Regions from separate parts of the Mus musculus genome. Here region 2 is linked to region 1. A link is a contact called in public Micro-C data. All regions are on one chromosome and are shown on one strand. Each heading gives the region's core, a stretch centred on a gene start, on an enhancer-like site or on the middle of the called end of the contact. The rest is flanking DNA. Distances are from core to core; before and after follow the strand shown.

What was found. Hi-C and Micro-C count contacts between places; a contact is called where the count stands out from the background.
Region 2: a contact with region 1 is called in a Micro-C map of embryonic stem cells, with 1.8 times the contacts expected there. The contact joins the promoter of Tsen15 here to the promoter of 1700025G04Rik in region 1. A contact is called at or near these places in 3 of 39 promoter capture datasets (the 3T3-L1 cell line, hippocampal neurons and neural stem cells), 13 of 484 Hi-C or Micro-C datasets (adipose-derived mesenchymal stem cells, cerebellar granule neurons, cerebellum and 8 more), 8 of 115 datasets of contacts at active chromatin or transcription factors (embryonic basal ganglia, embryonic forebrain, embryonic hindbrain and 5 more) and 3 of 9 other capture datasets (liver, macrophages and pancreatic islet).

The regions. Positions count from the first base shown.
Region 1 is chr1:152,086,387-152,092,997 of GRCm38.p6, forward strand. 1700025G04Rik (RIKEN cDNA 1700025G04 gene) reads right to left here and starts at 3,934. Exons shown (of 6, transcript NM_197990.3): 1 at 3,546-3,934.
Region 2 is chr1:152,383,462-152,390,072 of GRCm38.p6, forward strand. Tsen15 (tRNA splicing endonuclease subunit 15) reads right to left here and starts at 3,221. Exons shown (of 5, transcript NM_025677.3): 1 at 2,998-3,221; 2 at 238-319. The coding sequence starts at 3,123.

The DNA.
Region 1 (6,611 bases), core at 2,684-5,183:
TAGCTTAAAATAAATGTACTTACTAAAAACATATTAGTAACATAAAATTATTTCTACTTGGGTCAGTGACGTGGCTCATCAGATAAGGGTGCCAGCTACCAAGACTGACAACCTGAGTCTGACCCCCAGGACCCACAAGGTGAAGGAAGAAAACTCCTGCAAGGTGCCCTCTGCCCTCTGCATACATATGTACATGTGTTCCAGTACACACGAATATACTATAAATTAAAAGCAAAGGAGGATCAGAGACGCCCTGAACACTCACCATGAACACTGTGTGGGGTCTTCATACCTGTATCATCTCTCATAGCCCTCCATGCACGGTGGGGTGCAGCCTATCCTATAATCATTTCCAAAATAGTATTTTTGAAGTGCTGTGCTTTTTCATGAAACCGAGTCTAGCCCCTCCATTATCAGAGTGAGTCCTTACTTACGAGATGTTGGGGTCGCTTTACACAGTCAATACGATCCTGAAGAGTTAGAGGCAAATCAACTTTTACATAAAAACCACTTTCACATTAAATTGCATTGTAAGAGCAAATGTGCCAAGTCTCTCCTCTGGCTGACAATGGGCAGGGTGCTGCTCAGAAGGCTTGCTGAAAGACCCCCGTTCATTCCCATGCACAGCCTCAAACCCAAAACTCTGCTGAGTTTAGGTTTCAAGAGTTTAGCCATGAGGAGAGGTGGAATTAAACAGTTTAAACCACTACCCACAGCCTGAGACATCAGCCACACAGCAGGAGGAAAATTACATTCCTGACACACAAAGCGATGCCACGCCCCCTTTAGACTCAATTCTAACAACCCAAAGGAGAAAGCAAGGCATTGTATTATAAGATAGCATGAGCTGGGCATTAACCCACAGTCTTCTGTCAGTGTCCAGCCAGAATTACCAAAGGCTCCCCTTTGAGCCATCTTCAAAGTAGTACCTGAAGAAAACTTTGAAGGATAGGAAATCCCCCTTACCTTTTTATTTAAACATGCCTGTCACTAAAGGTGTTTACATGGCTATTGACACACTTAGGTTCCTCCGTATAAACGTCTCCTGCATTCTTTGGACTTAAGGGAAGCACAGGGGCACAGCTTTTGACAACTTCTCTGATAAGGAATATGCAGTAGAAGTGGCCACACAAGAGCCGAGAGCAAGCCATTTTTCAGATACAACGTTGAGCAGAGCTTGCTCAATGCCAACCCAACACAATACTAAAAAATGCCTCCAGCCTGGACATGGTACAAGGTGTGAACCATCTTCATCCTCAGTACCACATGTCAATCAGTCACACAGCACCCCTGAATGGGGATGCTCTTCATCGCATCTGTGACTCCTTGAGACATTTAAGTCTCTCCTTTTGAGAGAGAGAGAACACAAGAGCCTCAGGTGTTATCCTCAAAAACTTTGTCCACCTCCTTTAAGATAGGATCTCATTAAAACAGTTTGTACAGTGCCCTATCACTGTCCAAGAGATCCATACAAAATGATTAAGGGAGGTAGGCTGGGGAAGAGGTAACAAGAAAACAAAATTGTCAGTTTTTTTTTTTTTCAACTTGGAGTGGAAACTTTTAACCCTGAAAAAGGAAGAAGCTAAGAAGAAGCTGGGATCCTTCTAGAATGAACTTCTCCCTGCTGAAGGATGTGGATTCTCTCTACCAACCACACAGTCAGTGGAGGGAGGGCAAGTGGGGTCTATGTTCCAAATTTGATGGGGTGTAAAGAGAGTTTATATTCCAAGTGAGCTGCAAGCTAAAGGCCAGAGGCACCTCAGCCCTCTTGAGACATCCTCCCATCTAAGGGGTCCAGAGCACTTGTGTTTCTGTGCTTGAAACCTAGCTCGCACAGTACCACCCACTAGAACGCTGAGCGCCTGATCTCGGAAGTACTAGTGCCAGCATTTAATGGCTTTAAATGTGCCGGGCTGTTCCATCCCAGGGACCCTTCCTACTTGTTAAGTAGGGGGACAAAAACAGATGATGGAGTCCAGATGAATTTCCAAATCCCATCAATTGGATTGCTAAAAACACTGCACATACTCAGTTAACCATATAACTCTGCTCCATAAGTACAAAGGTGGGGGTGGGGGTGTAGAAACCCCCAAACTCTGCATCTTGGACTTAACAGACCCTTCTTAAATATCACCTAATCTTCCTTCCCCCCCCCCCATCGGAACTGAAGTAGTCCAGGCCCACCCATGTTTGCTTCCTCCTGGTACATCCCAGTTCCACCAAACTCAAAGGTTATTCTCATTAGGTAGAATGTGAACAGCATCGCCTTGAATTGGAAGGTGTTTCTTATAACCGTTTGTGTAATGAGCTTGTCAGCTCCTCACACGTCTAAAAGAGAAATTAAAAAAAAAAAAAAGTTCAGGGGATCTGTGGCCAAGCGGCCCCCTCCCAATGTCTGAGTCAGAGGAGCTTCACAGAGGAGCTTCACTGAGGTTCTGGTTGGTCAGGGTGTATCACTTTCAGAGCTGCAGAGCAACTGAACTTATGGCTGTCTTCCAGCCACACAGAGCATAAGCTCTATTTTAAAACACTCTTCCGAACTCACAGGCGATGAAGGTATCTCCTAGGTTGTCAGCTTCCGACTGGAAACAAATCACTTCCCTCTCAAACTGTGCTTGCTCCCTCAAGATTACTGCGTGTTTGGGTGTGTATATTTTTATCTTGGGCCAAGCAACTCCACAGGCAAAGATAGGCACCCCCCAAATGTTATCAACATGCCTGAGCCATTCAGAGCCTTCGCAAGAGGAATGAATGGGCGATGAAAGCTCTTCGGCCTAAGGACTTCTCCCACACACACATGACAGAGGGGTATAAAAAATATCTCTCTCTGGAGGGAGGGGGCAGGGCGGATGATAGGGAAGGACATTAAGCAGCAAAGGCAGCCCAGCCGCCGCGGCACTTCTCGAACTGCCTGCAGAGGTGGAAAGGAATCTGCTCATGTAATACAACCAAGCACCCTCCGGCTGCCGCGCAAGGGCACGAATAATAAATACACCCAGGAAGACAAGCAGATGTACAGAAAACAAGCCACCCCAAAAAGGTCAAAACTTCAGAAATCTCGGGGATCATATCCCCCACACAAACGCATCCATCAGTGGGAACGAGGGAAGGGACTTGGAGACTTAGCCAAAGATTCTAAATTTGGGTGTCTTTTTTTTTCCTTCCCAGCTCCTGCTTGCAAAGTAACAGTGGCTACAGGCAAAGCTAGAGAAGAGCAGGAAGGCTGAGGGCGGCGCGGGGTGCGGGTGGGAAGGGAGGGGTGTCTCACACCAGCCACCCAGGCCTCGATGTGACGAAAGTCGTCAGCAGCCCTAACCGCATCCCAACCCCTCCACCCTGCAAGCAGACGCCCCCCTCCAACTCCCCCAGCCTGGCTCCGGTCCCTTGCAGCGAGCAGCCCCAGCAGCCCCGCAGCGGCAGCCCCAGCCAGAGAAGAGCGCCGGCAGCACCGGGATCGCGGCTCCCATCCCTTCGGCAGACACCCCGCAGGCCTCCCTCCTCGCCCACCCGGGATGCCCAGCGCGCCGGAGGTGGCCCCCGCTTACCTTGGGCGCTCGCGGGGGGGGGCTGAAGGTGGCAAGCCCCCCGCCCCCCGCCCCTGGCCTCCTCGCCTCTTCTCTTCCTCCCTCCTCCACGTCCTCCTCTTCCTCCTCCCTACAGTGTGGCCGGGGCTCCCCCTCCTCCCCGCCGCCTGGAGTAAAAGCCGAAAACCCCGGAGCCGGGCCCGCGTGCGTGCGTGCGGGAAGGCGGCGCGCGGCCAGCTCTCTCCAGTCACTGAGCGCGGCGCGCGGCTCGCGGCAACTAAAGTGTGAAAGAAGCGGTGGCCGCGGCGGCCGCGCCACGGAACGGCCCCCCGGGAGTGGGCAGGGAGCGAGCGGGAGCTGGCAGACTCGGAGCGAGGAGGGAGGGGACCTCCGCGCCCAGGCGCTCACTCGAGGGGCGGGGGCAGCCAGACACTCCCCCGCCGCCCGTCCCCTCCCCTGCCCGGCTCCCGCGCGCGGCCCGCTCTCCTCCCCCGGGGCGGGGCCTGCGGAGGCCGCCGGGCGCGGCGCTCGGGGAAGAGGGGCTGGGCAGCCAGGGCTGCGGGGAGGGAGAAGGGTGGGCTCGCTTGTGTCTGTCTGTCGGCCTGTGTGTGCGTGCGTGCGTGCGTGTGTGTGCTGTAGGGAAAAGAGGAGCGAGCTTAGTGTGTGCATGCACACGCGTGCTGCAGGGAGGGCGAGTTGTGTGTGTGCGTGTGTGTGTGTGTGTGTGTGTGTGTGTGTGGTGTGTGCTCTGCAGGAAGGGCGGACTGTGGGTCTGTGTGGCGGGTGTGTGTGGTGTGTGTGTGTGTGATTTCGCGCGCACCCGTGCAAACTGGAGGACAGACCCAGATAGGAAGGCTGTATCCTGCCTGGCCTTCCAGGGACCTGTCACTTGGTTGATGGTGTGGGTGCCGACAGAGGCTTCACTAGGATTGAGGCAGGAACCGGGAGAGGAGAAGTCTGTCAGGCAGATCGACAGCTCTGGGACGCACAGAGGGGTTGTGGCTGCTTGGAGCTAACTCGGGAAGGCTGCACAGCCTCGCCCTACCCCTCCCTGGCCGCCGGGAAGAGCCAGCCGCAGCCAAGGCCGGGAGACCCACCTCTGAGCGTCTCCACCTTGTCTCCCAGCTGCAGCGCCTGCAAGATGAAAGAAGGAAGACGCTTCTGCGACTTAGAAAAAGCTGAAACCTGCCGAGGAAAGATGCGGATGCCCTGCTCTGCTTTCCCCACCCTCCCAAGCCTCTGTGGACAGAAGGGGCGAGGCCGCGCCAGCTGAGAGATTGATAAAGGACCTAAAAAGATCGTCCCTGGCCAGAGGGCCAGTTCTTTGTGGACCCCCACAGGGCAACCAGTTTCCTTCACTTTAGGAAGGCATATTTTTTTCCTCATCCCAGGCATACTGGGCCTTTCGTGTGCACACTGAATTGATCTTTCTACACTGATAGCCTTTGCGGCTCTTTTGTGCCTCTTCTGCGCGCTTCACTGCTCCTTCATTGCCTTAGACTCCTGAGGAATGCCAGGCCCCCAGAGCGAGGACACCCATGGAAACAATGGTGGTAAAAGATCCTCCCCAGACCTCACCGATTACACACACACACAGCAGAATCACTTCCCACATTCAGCCAGGATGAAGTTGGAAGACAGAAAAAGACACAGCTGTGACAGTAATATGACACTTAATTGAAAAGCAAATTCATAAGTTGGCTTAATGAAATAAGCTAAAAACCCACCCATTAAGTGTCTGGAAAGTTGGCCTCTTCATTTTTAAATTCAATTCTTTTTGTTGCTGTTGTTGGTTTTTGTTTTGTTTTGTTTGTTTTCGAGACAGGGTTTCTCTGTATAACCCTGGCTGTCCTGGAACTCACTCTGGAGACCAGGTTGGCCTCAAACTCAGAAATCCCCCTGCCTCTGCCTCCCAGTCCTGGGATTAAAGGCGTGCACCACCACCCCAGGTCTTAAATTCTTTTCCCTCTCTTTTTCAACATCAAAGGCTAATATTACATTGTTCGTGAAACTCAACTGGATTGCCTTTTTCTTTTATAACGTACCTATATTTTAGTTTATTTTTCTTTCTGTAATCTGTATTTGTCGCCTAGCCCCTCGAAAGGAAGAGGTTAAGAAGGGAAAGTGCTTGTAGAAGTTTTAGTCAGTTTTTCATTCTATGAAGTGGAATTCATAATCTCTTCCTTGTAAGCTTGCTAGGAAAGCAAGAAGAACACAAACAGGTGGCACTTCATGGCTAGCATAAGTAAATAAACAAGAGTGGTCACTTTCAATATATGTTAACCTCAAATTTAGCATGCGTTTTCCCCTTTGTAACATTTTTTTTTCTTGAAGAAGGGTGGGAATTGCTGTTGAGTTTATTGAAAAGTAGTCAACCATTCTCTGGGAGTGTTTAGGGCATGTCCCCAAAGTTTCACTGGTGATAAAATGAAAATGAACAATATCCAATGTGCAGGTGAATGTGTGTGTCATAGGAACATTTTCACATCAAGAACACTGAAGACCATATACTCTGTTCTTCACCTCAGAGGCCACAGAGCAAGCACTTCATACATGTCCTGAGAAAGCCCACCCATTCTGTGAACTTTTAAAGCTAGTTTGCAAATTAGCCAAGGTATTACACATTCCTTATGATTTTGTTGTTTTGAGTGACAGTATTGTATGTTGACCGTTGACCTTGACTTTCTATCTCCCAACCTCTTCTTCCTAAGTGCTGGAATTTCTGGGATGCGCCACCACACCACACCAGGCTGTGAATTTTTTTTAATGTGAAAAACTCAGCTAAATATGAAGAAAATAAAAATCATAATTCCACCGACCAGAGAGAAGAACTTGTTAAGTGCTTCGCACATGGCTGATTTTCTTCCATTTATTTTACTGTTCTTCGGTCAGCACACATGTATTAAGCACCTCATTAGGGGAACATATAATTTATCAGGTTACAGTGTTCCTCAGAGAAACTATTCATTTGGAGCTCATTGGCAATGCCCATACTGAACGTAGTCAATCAGTCTAGTTTCACAGGGCATGAGACATTTACAACTTTGAACCATGTTTAAGATTAACTTTTTTTTTTAAAAAAAAAGT
Region 2 (6,611 bases), core at 1,971-4,470, 300 kb after region 1:
CTAATACTCAGCTGAACAAACTGCACTCGTAATATTACCTCCTCTCTTTGTTTTTCTAATCTTTTCCATGACCTAGTAAGTCCCAATGTAAATCAATAAAGAAATGTAAAATTAACTGGCAAAATTAATAATAAATGAAAAGATGTTTGCTTATTATATGTGAACAACCCTACATAACAACCCAATGCCCCAACCTCCCACACCCCAATAGCAAACCAATATAAACAAGCAACTTACTCTCCATGAGATCCAGGTAAACCAAGAATGCTATATAAACTTGGGTGGCATCTCCTATATCTAATTCCATCATTTCTAAATACTGAAAATCAAAACGGAATTGTTAAATAGAGAAGAAAATAATGGCTCAATATTTTCTTTCATTTAACAAATATTCACTAAATATATGCATATAAAATATATATACATATATGGACATAAACCATCTTCTGGATATAATGGAAGTTAAAAGAATGTAAGGTCTTATCTCTGCCTCTAAAAAAAGAAATCTACAATTGTTAAATACATCCATGCAGTCTCCCTTCATGCAAGAAAAACACTATCTTATCAATCACCAAAATCTAAGGATATTCAGGTCCCTTATATAAAATGCAAGAATATTTATATATAATCTGTGTAGTCTTTAAACCATCTATAGGTTATTTTAAGTGCTACATAATGTTTAGAAATAATAATAAAAGTCTGCACATGTACAATGTAAAGGATATTTTTTTCAAATGTTTTCAATTAAAAATTATTTAGCAAATCCTCCATTCTGGAGGACTAGCTATACTTAAAGCTGGTAGGTAAATGACAATTATTAAAAGCATGAGTTATAAAACAATAACAGACTAGGTCAGAGGAAGTATTCTCAGGGCATGAACTGGTGATCTTTTCATGACAGAATAGATGCAGTCAGCCTTGCAGGACTTGAGTGTATGGAGAAGCGCAATGGTCCAGTGGGAGAAATTATGGCAACCAAGAATAAGCTACAGAAAGTCAAGTCTATAAAGAATCATTGCCACCAGGAGCAGAAAAAAATTTAGATTTTCATTGGGCTACGTTATGGGATGCCTCAATTTCTCTGGCATCTAATTTGCATATAGAAAAAAATCTGCTAAATTCTGAACACCTCCTGCTCTTGAGTGGGAGTTATTTGAGCTTTAAAGAAGCAAATTACTTCTTTCAGACTTGCTAGCTGTAATAGGAAAATCCCAGGAATCTACCCCTGCAGGGAGGCCCTGGGCATCCACACACAGTGGGGCAGGTGTGGTAAGGCCCTGGCCCTGGGCATCCACACAGTGGGGCAGGTGTGGTAAGGCCCTGGGCATCCACACAGTGGGGCAGGTGTGGTAAGGCCCTGGGCATCCACACACAGTGGGGCAGGTATGGCTGATCAGATATTCCAGAACCTTGAGAGGGCAGACCTAATTGGCTGCATGATAAATGTGCAGGTTCAAAAGAAGGACTTTACGTGCCCCAGATCTCAAAAAGTGCTTGACAGTGGTACTGAGACATCACTTTGTGTTAGGCTACAAGGTCTAATTTGTTGTTCCTGGAAGAAAAAAAAAAAATCAGGAAGATTTGGTGGTTTATACAGCCATTAAGTTCAATGGGAAAAGAATCTGCAAGTAAGAAAACTGTCTAGAGGCAACATCAAACCTAGATGGAGTTTCAATGGGTTACTAATACTTATATAGTACTTTTTATGTCAGACACCTTATAAACATTACCCTATGAGGTTAAGTACTACCATTATCCCTATTTTTTAATGAAGAGAGGTAAATATACCGAGACACGTCAAAAAATTGAAACAGAACTGCGATGAAGTCAAACAAGTCAAAGTTTACCAACTTTGAAACAGAAATAAGATTCAAACTTGGGAAGTCTGAACTGGCCTCCATGTTCCTAGTCACTGTTGATGTCTTCTCTGTTTCTCTCTACATCCTCCCCTGTCGTTATGGTAACTAGTGACATTCCCACGCTATTGTTTATGGAGTCGATGATGGGAAATCAAAGAAAACACCAAGCATAGATGGGCGTGATGGCTCACACCTTTAATCCCAGCACTCGGGAGGCAGAGGCAGGCGGATTTCTGAGTTCTAGACCACCCTGGTCTACAAGGTGAGTTCCAGGACAGCCAGGGCTATACAGAGAAACCCTGTCTCGAAAAACCAAAACCAAAACAAACAAACAAAAACAAAAAATAAAAAAACCCACCAAGCTTCATGAAGTGCTGAAAGGTTCCTTTTTTAAGATTTGTATTTACAAATATTCGCTTTCCTTGATTGTTTTAACACACTTATCCGACTCAATAACTCTCAAAGGGGGGAGTTGCCATTTTATTAATGAACCAGTCCTGGAGGTCTCTGTACAGCCTTCATTCATTATCAGCAGACTGCTTGTGGCTTAACGGATACAAAGTTATCAATTTCCCAAGCAGAAGCAAGCAGAAGGTTATCCTTATTTTCCTTGAGGCCAACACAGAAAATACAATGTCAATAGTTCTCTGGCCTGTACAAGAACTTACTCAAGCTTTCCAAGAAAGAAGAAAAATTAGGATTCTGTCCCCATACAGAATCAAGATGCACACTTTGGGCCTAAGGCTAAGTGTAATACGACTGTGCCTAAATACATTATTTGCGGACTCCTAGATCTCAGCCGTAGTCCACAAACTGTTTCTGATCGGTTAGCTGTGGACTCAGCCCATCTCAGAAAGGACTACATAGTTAGGAAAACAGGTATTAATGGAGGGCTCATCAGCGGCCTCTGGGTTAAGAGTGGCCTTGGCAGCATGACAGGAATGGTGTTAATCTATACTATATAACTCATATAAACAAACAAAAATGACACTGCGGGCGACCAGTGGCCTTGCACTCGGGGGTCCCCCCCTACCCCACGCCGCGAGGCTGGCGTGCGTCCTCCGCCGAGACGCGGGCCGGAGAGGGAGCGCGGTGCCGAGGGCCGGGTCGGCGCCCTGCTGGCCTCGCGCCTCCTGACCTTAGGGTGTGTGCCCATCCAGGCGTCCTCCGGAGCCCATGTGTGGGCGCCGCCGCCATCGCGAACGGGAGCCGGGCCAGGCCCGCTACATCCCGGGGTAGGTTTGGAATCGCTGCGCTCCTCCATGCCGCCCGCGCAGAAAGCCGTGGTGCACCGCAAACCCCGCTCGGCCAGAAGCAGACGGTCCAGCGCGCGGGAGTTCCGCTTCCCGCCGCGCACACTGGGCGGAGAGTTGGCCGGGCCACGCCCTCTGACTAGGGACCGGCACCAGCGCGGATGAGCTCCGCCCCCTCCACCTTCCCTCTTCACCACCTCCAGTCTGGGCAGGTTGTAGGGTAGAGAAAGTTAACTAATAACCTGAATTCAGAATTCTTCAGCCCTTCATAAACCCGTGCTCTCTAGCTTGAGAAATGAAGGATTCTTAACCCGTCTTTGCCTTCAATTCCTGGGAGCAGAAAAAGACCCCATTCAATGCCCTGCTGTCGAAGTTTAAAATTAAAACACAGTTGTAAAGCAAGTCCATCTTTCAAGATTAGAAAAAAACATGAAGTGTTGAACGGGTACTGAGAACTAACGTAAACAAATGACTTAAAAAGCCAAAGATGTGACCCTTCAGACTGATGGGTAGGACATGGCAAGTGGGTTTGGATTTACCCTGAGTAAGAAAGGAGCCAGTGGAGGTTCCTGGTATTAAGAGGAGTGGTTACAAAGCCACTATATTAACCAAGACCAAAAAGGCTTCCAAAATTAAAAAAGTACCAGGCAAAAGAAAACTTGTGATTCAAAACGCAGTAGATTAAGAATCTTGTGTTGAACCAGGCAGTGGTGGCCCACGCCTTTAATCCCAGCACTTGGGAGGCAGAGGCAGGTGGATTTCTGAATTCGAGGCCAGCCTGGTCTACAGAGAGAGTTCCAGAACAGCCAGGGCTTCACAGAGAAATCCTGTCTCGAAAAACCAAAAAAAAAAAAAAAAAAAAAAAAAAAAGAATCTTGTGTTGAAACAAAACTTTGATGAGACCATTACATCCATCAGCAATGAAATACAACAAACCATATTTTTAATGGATGGAAATCTCAAGGGTCAAATCTCAAAAATGAAAATTTTTTTTAAAATCCAAATAGGTATTCTGTAGTTCAAGATTACAGTTTTGGAAATAAAGATTTCCAGTGGGTGATTTTTGACAACCAAAATGGAATTTGGGGGGAAGAGCAGGTGAAGTTGCAGATAGATCAAGAGAAATCACTACAGATGAACAAAGAGTGAGATGTTATTTTCATAAGTGTGAGGGTGGCAGGGGGCAAAGTGCCAGGCTTAGTGGTGAATGATCATGATCTCAGTATTCAGGAGGCTGAAATGGGAGGATTGTGATGTTGAGCCCAGCTGAGTCTACAGAGTGAGTTCTAGATCAGCCTGGACTATAGATCAAAACCTGTCACAGTAAACGAACACGCAGAGAATGAACAACGCCTTAAGGAGTTGCCCCATGTTAGTGAACTAATAGGAGAAGGAGGTAGAAAACACTGAAGAAATGATGGCCAATTTTTTTCACAATTTCAATGAAATAAATTTGCCATTACAAAATGATAAAAAAAGTACCAATTAAACGAGACATGAGTTCCCATTGTTGAAGAAAAGAAAAAGAGAAAACCTTAAATATATCAGAAAACTAACTACGAGCAAACTCCACCTACAAAGATTCATATGAAATCATTATTTTTGCCTCCATAAAACAGCTGTTGACACATTCTCCCAAAAGCAAATACTACTAAAATTAGGAGGCTCCCTGAAGCAGCAAACACTGACACTAATTCAAGAGATCAGAAATGAAGAAACTCTCCTCTCTGGCTCCTAGAGCTTAAATCGGTCAAAGAGTTAATAGCATTTGGTTGCTAAACTGAGAATGGAGATCCTGGAACTCAGGAGGGAGATCTGAGAGTAGATTCTATGTGAACAACACTCCAACATCTGCAAGGGAAGATTTTCTTTTTTTTTTTTTCTTTTTTCTTTTGATTGGCTATTTTATTTATTTTATATTTCAACTGTTATCCCCTTTACTGGTTTCCCCTCCTATCCCATCCCGCTCCCACTGCTTCTATGAGGATTACCCATCCACTCTCGACTCCTTGCAATGGCATTCCCCTATACTGGGGCATCAAGGCTTCACAGGACTAAGGGCCTCTCTTCCCATTGATGCCAGACAAGGCTATTCTCTGCTACATATGCAGTCATGGGTCCCTCCATGTGTACTCTTTGGTTTGTGGTTTAGTTCTTGGAAGCTCTGGTTGGGGGGGGGGTGTCTAGTTGGTTGATATTGTTGTTCTTCCTATGGGGTTGCAAACCCCTTCAGCTCCTTCAGTCCTTTCTCTAACTCCTCCATTGGGGTCTCTGTGCTCAGTCCAGTGGTTGGCTGTGAGCATCTGCCTCTACCTTAACAAGGTAGAGCAAGGGCTGGAGGGGTGCTCAACACTGACTTTTCTTCCAGAGGTCCTGTGTTCAATCCCTAGCAACAACATGGTGGCTCACAACCATCTGTAATAAGATCTGATGCCTTTTCTGTTGTGTCTGAAGACAGCTACAGTGTACTCATATATATAAGATAAATCTTTTAAAAAGTGGGGGAGGGTAAAGGATAACCAGAAGAGTGGAGGGGGGAGAGAGCCCTGAAAGGGTAATGAAAGCAGTAGAAACGTTTTATAGGTAGATTAAATTCTATTGTGTAGAAAAATAATGACATATGCACACTTTATATAAAGTGCTTCTGACTTTTAATGCCACTGTCTATTTAAGAGGTGAACAAAAAATGGAATTTATTTTCTGCTGGATTAGAGAATGAAGATTTTAAAGTAGGTCTTGCTGGCTGGGAATGGCTAAGAATAAACACAAAGGATTCATGCCTCTCAGAGAACCTTGCATTTAAAGCACAGAATCAGAAGGACTCTTGTGGCAAGCTTAGAGTGAAATCTACCAGACAGCAGGGTAGAGTTTCAGCTCTGATAGGCTGCAGGAATTTTCCATTTGTAAATGCTTCAATAATTCATTAGAGTAGAGTACTGAAGGGCATAGAAGGGGAAAGCTGGGTAAGCAAGAAGCAGTGAACACTGTTTCCCTCCTGAATACTATGTGTAAGCCTATTCTCTGTAACCTGGCACTTGCAGCATTGATTTCCCAGGCTGATATTTTACCCAGACCATTGTATTCCTACAAGAAAATCAGTGATATCTATGCAGAGATACATTAATTCAGTTAGTCTCAAGAGAAAAAGCCCACACTAAATTGTGATTCAAAGTGTGTTGAAGAAAAAGAAGGCCTTTTGCATAGCATTGTGTAAGACACTAACTCCAAGTTTTAAAATATGTAGCATTTTAGAGCTACATATTTTATGTAGCCTTTTATTCATTAGCTTTTTTATTATATCTATATATGTGTGTTGTAATTTATGTTTTGCACACAAGCCATACGACTCCCCATTCTCTTGTTTCAAGAGTAGGTGAGATACTAATTCTTCTAGAAAATATTTGGAAAGTGTGATGGTTTGTTTATGCTTGGTTCAGGGAGTAGCAGTATTAGAAGGTGTGGCCTTGTGGAGTAGGTGTGTCACTAAGGGTGAAGACTT